Linked DNA regions of Mus musculus: region 2 is linked to region 1. The links are chromatin contacts, called in public HiChIP or PLAC-seq maps. All regions are on one chromosome and are shown on one strand. The core of a region is the stretch at or near the end of the contact, and the rest is flanking DNA. Distances in the headings are between cores, read along the strand shown. Region 1 has its middle 15 kb from the start of Gm34501. Region 2 overlaps Npr3 (natriuretic peptide receptor 3).

Region 1 (4,819 bases), core at 1,683-4,182:
GTGGCGGCTGCAAGTCACCTCACTCTTCTCCCAGAGAGCTGCCAGCTATAGGATTTGGGTAAAATCCCCCATCCATTCATCCTGAACAACTGGCATTCATTGTCCTGCCCTTTAGTATTTAGGCTAATTAATAGCATCCCTTTGAGGCCAAGAATTATTCCGAGACGATGATGCTTTTAGCTGAGGGTGATGGGAGGAGGCACACAGAGCTGAAGTGATTTCCCTCCAGGGGCTGGAATCCCTAAGTGTGGGCAGAAAGCTAACTAATCGTGGGCTATCATCACTCAGCCCTACACCCTCCCAGACCACACCAGGGAGCTCGCAGGGTGCCCTGAGGATAAATGACTGTTTATTCAGCTTTAGGGACAACTTCAGATTAGGTGCTAAAGAAATACAAAGCATTACTGATACAGATGGGGCCTTTATTTTCTCATAACAGCGCTAAGCTCACCGGGTACTGCTAGTTCCTGGCCATAGCTCCAATGGAGTTTGTCACAAGAATAAGCTTTTGGAGCCAGGACGAATTAACGACTCCTCCTTCATTTTATCCGATAATTTTTTTAAGGGAAAAAAAAACATACAATATGCTCCTTGTAAAACAAAATTTAAATAATCAAGACGTTCACATTAAAAAGTAGGAAAAAAGACTATGTTCCTCCCTCAAATTTTAGTTAATGTCTACCCTAAGTCCCCCGGCCACTCACTGACACTGCCTGGTTTCTTATAAGAAAGCACAAAAGAAAGGACCGGTTTGTGAGAAGACAGAAAGCCAGTGACGGAGTCCTTTAAGGTCCGTATGCTTTTCGTTTCTTTATCAGACCATAATACCTACCTCAGGCAGACAGGATGAAGATTAAATAAGATGTCTGCTTTGTAGTAGCCACTGTTTCTAGGAATATATGTGTATCCCTAAATTTTCCAAAGTCATTACAAGCATGACTTTTACCCAGAGCCGACTTGGTGTGTTTTATAAACGAAGAAGAAGAAGCCAGGGATGTTTGGTAGAGGCTTGTTATGATGGGGGGGGGGGGGGGTGCCTCTGTGGGCCTATGCTGAGGCATCTCTTCCCATGGGGAGGGGAATTGAGGGAGGGAAGGAGGGAGGGAGGAAGGGAGGGAGGGAGGGAGGGAGGGAGGGAGGGAGGGAGGGAGGGAGAGGCCTGAAATGAAAGAGGCTGGGAGGGGAATGAGGAGAGGAGGGACAGAGAGGAAAGAGGGTAAAAGAGAAAGAGCAAGAGAGTAAGAGAGTGAGGAGGGGGCGAGCAGCCTCTTTTATAGTGAGTCAGGCACACCTGGCTGTTGCCAGGTAACTATGGGATGGAGCCTAGATGAAATGCCAATGCTACTTGTACCCAACTTCTGCAATGGCTGAACATCCTTCCGTATTAGTTTGCAAAGATGGGTTGATGATCAGAATATTAACAACCAGCTGGCCTCTTTCCTGAGCAAAAAGAATATGCTGGATAATAAAAGTACATGCCGAGCAAAAGCAGCAGCAGGGAGGGGCTTTGTAGTGATGCGGAAGACATCGGATCATATTGACATCCTTATCCTATCCCTACCTTCAAGCATTTAAATAAAATGGATGGACAAAAATAAAGATATCAGAGGTGGGGGGAGCCAGCTGAATTTCAACGGACTCTTTACTGTCCCTTTAGAATGGGTTATCATTATCAACGCTTTAAGAAGCATGTATGTAGATTTTTCTCATTGATTTCTTGCTTCATTGCTTTGTATCAGGGAGCATGCTGTCTATGTCTTCTCTGCTCTGGAATTAGTTAGTCAAGCATTATTCTGACCCAGCATGTATGTGATTGAACTTTCCCAACACTCCATGTGTGATTTTTGTTGACATCATTGTCACTTGCTTAGATTATTTTTCAGTCTCATAAGATTATTCAACTTTATGCGTATTTAACAGATCTTTTTTAAAAAGCACATGAAGGCCGACACCTTTATAGCTTGAATTGAAACTGAAACTTGCCACTCATTTTCTTTTCTTTTTAAAAAAATCGACAGGAAAAAAAAGTTCTTAGTGGGAAAGGTCATGGATTAAACTGGACTGGTAAATATTTTGACGATGGTCAACAAAAGACTTGGGTTTGAGACCTTAAACTAGGTAACAAACAAAAGGAAAACATATTTCACAAGAAGCATGTCTTTAAATTGCTGGCCACTGCACTACACCCTGTGGGCAGACAGCAAATACAGTCATTCCTCCTTTAATGAGATCACAGGGCCTGGGACTAACGCCAACATTGTAGACTAATGATGATTTTTAAGGTATTGGGTTATATACATGCTATGGTTTCTGCAGAAACCATTTAATATATGTTATCTAGCTTCCTCAATAATTACCTTTATATACTTATAAGCATTTTAAATCTTGCCTTGGGTATTTAATATTGGCTCTGTGAATCTGTTGAGTTTACACTTGTTTATGGCTGAGTCTGTGCCCTTTCCTTCTTCACTAACTCCTAAGTTGTTTTCACTCACTTCAGGTGGATAAAATAGCAGAGGGGATTGGCTGATATTTTGGTTCAGGAACATTTATTTGTGGGTGCTAATTTACCATCCCTAAGGTCACTAATAAAAGAAATAGAGAATTGTCAATAGTTTAATGCTTTTAACTGGAAGGTGTCCTGCTCTGTGTGTCCAACTGTAACATCTGGAGTCCTTCAAGACTGTGAAACACATTTGCTGATGTGGCTTTTCTTTTCAGACTACCCCGTGAATAGATAGTGTTGTTATACAATGTGTAGAGCATCCTGGGAGAATTACAGCTTAGATTTCTGAAGTTACACAATTATCTCTCGGGGCATTTGAAAGCGGCTGTGGTATTTCAGAAGAAAATGTCTTTTATCTCTAGGAAGGGCCTCCTTTAGTACTGGGAGAAATTCCTGTCAAGCAGATGGAAGGCAGAACTGTATAAACAGTTCTTTGGAAAGCCTGTTAGATTGGAAGAGGCCCTGGCACGTAAGGAGAGTCCATTAACAAGACCGTGAGTTTGAAAATGTGAACAGCTTCTTATATGTACATCCCCATGTTGAAAAGCAGTGTTATTCCTGAAACACTCTCTGCACCGTCTCAGAAACACATGGTTAGTGGACAGGAAGAACACAAAACAGGCTGTTTTTCACATTGTCCTAAAGAGACTGGGATGTGAGCTCTCAGGCTATCAAAAAAGGGGCTTCAAAACCCTCGTCAGGCTTCAATAACACGGTTATACCATGTGAGTCATCAGAGTTGGGGAATGAAAACGTCTGGAAGCAGTTGTGACTAAACCGTGAGGCTGATGCAGATGGATGTCTAGGTGTATTGCTCTATACAGGTCCTACAGGAGGCTTAGACTGTGCATACACAGTCATAAGATATTTCATTTGCAAAAGTACGATGCTTCCATATTCTCGTCCCTGTAGATGGCCTTCAAATTATATAAACTTCCTTCTCTGCAGAAACCAAATCTGTCCTGGTTCCAAGAACAATCACGTTGTGCTTTTGTTCCCTCCAAGCCTTTGCTACAGCTCTGCTCCACGTTGCAGCCGAGTCTTTGCTGCTCCCTTACAGATGGAAAGGGACCAAGTCCACACTTGAAATGGCAAGTGTGCAATGCCCTGATAACTACTTGGAGTAGCTGGTGTGGGGATGCAATAGCTGACCAGTGTAACAGTGCAAACAGTGGAACAGAAAGCTTGGGTGGCCACACGTATAGAAAGGGAGATGTGGATCAATGTGGAAGGATATGCCCACCTTGGAAGAAGAGTTTTATCAAAGCAATGTGTGCGGGGACAGTTGAAGTTAGAGCCATTCTCAGATTACAGAAACTGAAGGTAACAGAGACCAAACTGATATATTGTGTAAGAGCATAAAACCAGCTAGGGGAGTTTACAGGAAGGCAGCTTAAGGCTCCCTGATGTTGCAACCTTCATCCTGAGAGTGTTCCCAAAGAGCCAGAAGTTCCCGTTAAGGAAAACTCAGCAAACACAAGGAAAAGGCGACTTTAATTCATGTTTGTTGAATTAAGGACCCTCTTCTATGAGTGGCTGATGGCTGTCCAGAGATATTGTTTAAGCAAGAAATATCACACTTGATCTTAGCCAAAAGGCAGAGAAGTGATGAGCAAGAAATATCAAAGGAGGTTTGGAAGTCAGCACTTTATGGCTCTCTATCCCCATATGATCCATTCATAGGAAATGCAAATCAGGACAAATCAACATGTGGTGACAGAAGTCAGAAAACTATTGAGGAAGGGCTGGGGATATGATGAGAACGAATCACAGGAGAACCTCTTAGGTTCAAAGTCTTTTGTCATTAACACACTTCATCAAACCAACACCTGAGAACCATATCGCACTATATATTAAATAATACTGAACAAAAAATACAGCAAATAAGAGTCACCAAAATGTCCACATGAATAAATCTTAAATATAAACAGTGACTCTGTGGAGACATGCAGATTGTCAAGTTGATTCAAGGAGGTAAGACTGTTTGTCTTCCTTCTGTCTCTCACTATCAGTGAGAAAGAGTGCTGTTGGCAGACATGGGAATAGTATCAGGCAAACAACAATATTGTTACTAGAAAACTGGCTATTGTTTCAGCAAAATCCATCCCTGGTCACAAAGTCCCATTGCCTTTCCCTGGATCCCCTGAGATCCCCAGCTATCTGTGAAAGCTTGTTTTCACTCTATTGTGGCCCTGTGACTTCAGGAACTGTGTGTTCCAGTTCTCAGTGTTCTGCCTCAACATAGCCAATTCTGAGAAAATGAAGTGTGGAAATGTTTCTCTCATGTATTCTTAAAACTTTTATAATAGCAAC
Region 2 (4,819 bases), core at 764-3,263, 130 kb after region 1:
ACCTTTTTCTCATTGATGCTCTTTTCCTTCAAAACAAGAATTTTAAGAATCAAAAGGGAGAAGTGATATCCAAGAAAAGGATCATGCAATACAAGAAAGAACTAAAAGACAGTTCCAAACTGATGTTAAAATAAGAAATTACTCCAAACTGGAGCAGAAAGATAAGGTTAAAAACATTAATGTCATTACATAAAACCCTTTATTGAGGGACTAAAATAAAATAGTAAGAACTATGTGAAATCAAATAAGATAACAGTCATTAAACTCCAGAGAAGGTACAGGAGAAACAACATGTGCTCATAAAACAACATATGATTATGCTGTAAATGTTTACAAAAGCATAATAGTAAAAAAAATCTCTGAATATAATTCTTTTAGCTTTTCTTCAAGCTTTATTTTATGAAAACATTTTTAACAAGAAAAGAAAATATTAAGCAGAGAAAGGAATGTGTCAAATAATTTCATCTTTTTCCATTTCAGGAATTAAGATATAGTATCAAAATTTTACTATCAAGGATAACAACATAAATAATCAATTTGAAAAGCATATAGACAATATCAGGAAAAACATTAACAATAATCAACTCTGTGTAGTCATAAGCACAGAAGGGAGGAGACAGGGAGCAATTTATGTCCATCTGTAATCCTTATGGTACTGTAAATGTACTGCTTAATTGAATGTGTTACTTTTTTTCATTCATTGTATCATGCCCTTTCAATCTGGAAATCTATGATTTTTTATTTAAACATCAGGAAAAGAAGGTGAAGTTCACCCAAGGGGAAAACCAACTGTTAAAGTTCCAGCTGGTGAATAGGTCTCAAAGTGCCAAATACAATAGGAAGAATGGATCGAAGCCAGGAGTGGGATTTACAGGAAGGAGAACCCAGGGATGCTGCCAGAGCCAAAAAAAGTGTCTTCAACTTTGGCTCACCCAGTCCTAAGAAATAGTCGTGAGAACAGCAGGTCTTGGAAAGTCAGCTGACTCACTAGTGCAGAATGAATGAATGTGTGAGAAGTGAGCAGGTCAGTGAGTGTCTATCTCATCTCAGAAGTAAAACTAATGGGTTCTCTAATATAAGACTAGATAGTACTTTAGCTTTTTCTTCATTTTTCTTCTGGGGTAATTATTTTTTTCAGTGTAATCATGTACAAATATTGTTCTTATGCATGAAAATAAGCATGGCTTGGGACAATAATTGAATGGTATACTGTCCAGCTGCAGCCATGATCTAGCCCAGTGGTTCTCATCTCTTTTCTATGTGGATCACATAGGTGAAACACTGACTCCTGTCTCCAAATATGAATGCCGTGCACTTGCACGGTTAACACACAGTGAGGCAAGAAACCTTCATCCCCTTAAAGCTTCTATGGAAACCTGACAGCCTGTGAAAGGGCCCTCTTCTCTACCATTCTGCGGGAGACAAGTACCATCCACACATTATGGTGCTAAAGGTACACGACATTTTCTGTGAACTGACATGGAAACACAACTCTTTTGGGACCTCAGAGCCCAAGGTTGTGGGTATTTTCCTCTTGCTCATGAGATTTTAGAGGATCAGGATGCCATCTGGGAGCACACATTTTCCAGGATCAGGTTCACAGTTATGCTCCCTAGAGAACTCAATAAACAGTATCTGATGATCAAGAAAATGATGGCTTACATGTGGGCAAATGGTGACTGCAGCTGAAAAGGACAGTGAATCTTTGCACATTTTATCAAGTATGTGAGAGAGTAAAGGGAAACTGATATGTTAAAAAAATAAAAGTGTGTACTTTGGCCTGGTGAGTACAGAGGAAAAAAGGAAATACTTCAGCCTGCCAGGCTCACACAGAGGGCCTGATACACTTAATCTTTGGGTCATAAGTTTGCCTCCTTATTGGGCACATTGTTGTTAAGAGGATCAGACTGATGTAGTGGAAAAAGAAAGTCACTGGCCCAGGAGTCAAGGGATGCAACTAATCTCAGCTTGGCCACCATACAGCGCATTCTAAAACCAAATACCAGCACTCTGGTCTTGGAACCACTCCTAGGGCAGAGTGCTAGGCAGCTCCATTAAAATGCCCTTGAGTGAAAGCCACTGCACATGTAGGTGACCCAGTACAAACCAATTGGTGGAGGCCAGGCAGACACTTGGCAAAACCTTTTCTGAGCCAGGCCTCGAGCCCCAGGGGCCTCTCCAATGTAACATTTGTTCTCAATTTGCATTTACCAGTGACCCCAAGTGGTTTTTCAGAACCCCTGTTTTGAACTCTTTTACTACCCTGACACCATCTCCATTTGTGAAGCTGAATTTTTTTTTGTTCCTAAGGAGGTCCCATACACAGAACTTATTGCTGATGAGCATTGCTGACAAAGACATACACTGGAAAGGGTTTTTGGCTGTTTGGAGGAGAAGAGGTCAAGGTTGGTGTCTTCCCATCACAGCAATTTAAATAAATAAATAAATAAATAAATAAATAAATAAATAAATAAATAAATGTAAGAACAATACAGATTGAGTATCCTCGAAACTTTAAGTGCTGGCATGACATCACAAATAGAAACCTCCTCATATCTTGTGGTGGCTTGCAGTCAAAAGGCAGGGGCAGTTAAGACAGTGTACAAAATTATATCTTCAATCCACATGTCTAAGGTGTCTAGGAATCGGTATATTTTGCAGTTAGACTTGGATTCTACATCCCAAATAATGTGTGTATGAATATTTATCAAAATTGAAAACAAATCTGAAACCCCAAATACTTATGATCCTAAGCATTTCAGGCAAGGGATACTCTTTAAAAAGAAAGCATTTAACTGGGGGCTTGCTTACAGTTTCAGAGATTTAGTCTGTTATTACCATGGCAGAGAGCATGCATTACCCTGGAGCCAGTAGCTTAGAGCTACATTCTGATGTGTAGACAGACAGAGAGAGAGAGAGAGAGAGAGAGAGAGAGAGAGAGAGAGAGAAAGCCTGACATGGGCTTTTGAAACTTCAAGTCGAACCCCCAGTGACACACTTCCTCCAAAGAGGTTCCACCTACTCTGATAAAGCCACAGCTCCTAATCCTTCTAATCCTTTCAAATAGTACCACTCTCCAGTAACCAACCATTCAAAGCAATAAGCATTCAAATATATATGGGGCCCGTTCTTCTCAAACCACCACACACAGCAATGGGGAAACAAACTAATATATAACCTTGTAACAGAATAAAGAATCTGGTTATCACAATAAGCATAGAGCCAAGTATGGCGGGCAACACCTATAATCTCAGCACATGAGAGTTTGAGGCAGGAACATTGGGAATTCAAAGACATTTTTCACTATATAGTGAGCTCAAAGCTAGCTTGAGTTACATGAGATCCTGTCTCAAAAAGTGAAAAGAAAAAAAAAAAACATATCAAAGCATTGGATGGAATTCAAACATGGAAATCTACACAGGCGATAAAGCACAGAGCTTACCACACACACGAGCATAAGGAAGGAAGAATCTTGAGTGTGCTGAGTGAACTATATCAGTGCTAATAACCTGGCTGCACATAATAATAATGATAACAACAACAATAATAATAATAATAACAACCTTATCTTACACATAATTTTCCCAGGTGCTACCAGGAGGGGAACTGTACATTCTCTGTATAGCATAGCATCTTACATTCAATTTCTCACCTTTTCCCTTTATTTTTGTGAATTTCACCCATATAGACAATGAAAAATTATCCTATCTACCTCCCACCTTCCTCCAGTCTTCTTATATCCTCTGAACATGCCCATTCCCAACTTCATGTCTTCTGGGTTTTTTGTTTGGTTGGTTTTGTGGGGTTTTTTTTATAAGCCACTAATCCCAGTTATCGTTGTCCACATTACACGGGTGAGGGCCACGCTCTGAAGCCTGGAAAACTTGCCTGTGACCACATCCTCAGTAAGCAATGACTCTCTTTCCCCTGTTTTTCTCAATTAAATTTTTAAATTTTTTTAAAGGGAGCAACTTATGGTAATAAAGATCAATTTTACAAAAACAAAACTGTATGAATTGGGGCTAGCTATGTGTCTCGCTCGGTTGGTAGAGTCCTTACTGTAAAAGCTTGGAGGGCCTGGTTTCAACCTCTAGCAACCATGCAAAAGATCCGGGTATAGCAGCACACACTTGTATCCCAGATTAGGAAGGGCAGAAGCAGATTGACCCCGGGAAGCTGCCCAGCTGACTAGCTGGGTCAATAAGCACCAGGTCCCATGAGAAACTGCCTCAGTAAGTAAGATGGGGAGGGAAGGAGATACCATACATGACCACTGGCCTCAACATACATGTATACACATGTACACACGTTTGTGCACATATATGCTCACATACACACTTATAAAAATTAAATTAATCCATCCAAGTTTAAGCAAAAACTGTAAAATCATTGTGCTATTAAAAAGTCAGATAAGTTTACTGTTTAAAAATTATTGTTTCTCTGTCTTTCTAGTGTTGCAGTGTAGCTTGTAAAAAAAAGAAAAAAAAATAATTGCATCTATTTTCATTTTTGGAAAGCTCAAAGCCTTTCCGGGGGTGCTAGCAACATGCTAATATGGATGTGACTCTAATAAATATAAAATTGAATCCCGGATATCATTCAATTTGCAATCCTAAAGCAAAGCTCCAAAGGTGCAAGGTCTTGCCTCACCCTGGTCTAGGCAATCTTTAATGCTTGCGCCATCTTTATTTCAGTCATGCTGAGAAAATACGTCATTTTTAAACAGCAGAAAACCTTCACCAAAGAAATAAAATAAATCTGAGATACTGTCTCAACCCCCTACATTAAGCACCGTGTTTCATGCATTGGTCAGACAAAA

Evidence for each region. HiChIP or PLAC-seq counts read pairs in DNA pulled down with a chosen protein or histone mark.
Region 2: a contact with region 1 is called in an H3K27ac HiChIP or PLAC-seq map of heart atrium, with 7 read pairs. The contact joins two enhancer-like sites. A contact is called at or near these places in 1 of 15 datasets of contacts at CTCF or cohesin (the NIH/3T3 cell line), 1 of 484 Hi-C or Micro-C datasets (embryonic stem cells) and 2 of 115 datasets of contacts at active chromatin or transcription factors (embryonic stem cells and heart atrium).

Annotation. Positions count from the first base shown.
Region 1 is chr15:11,742,264-11,747,082 of GRCm38.p6, forward strand. No RefSeq gene overlaps it. Among named protein-coding and RNA genes, the nearest start is that of Gm34501, 15 kb to the left of the region's middle. Within about 2 kb of position 2,933, at least 31 of the 459 cell types and tissues checked have an H3K27ac peak or open chromatin away from gene starts, as enhancers often do. A contact at or near this core is called in heart atrium, where this site is marked.
Region 2 is chr15:11,876,603-11,881,421 of GRCm38.p6, forward strand. The region is part of intron 3 of Npr3 (natriuretic peptide receptor 3); the gene reads right to left. Among named protein-coding and RNA genes, the nearest start is that of Npr3, 27 kb to the right of the region's middle. Within about 2 kb of position 2,014, at least 9 of the 459 cell types and tissues checked have an H3K27ac peak or open chromatin away from gene starts, as enhancers often do. A contact at or near this core is called in heart atrium, where this site is marked.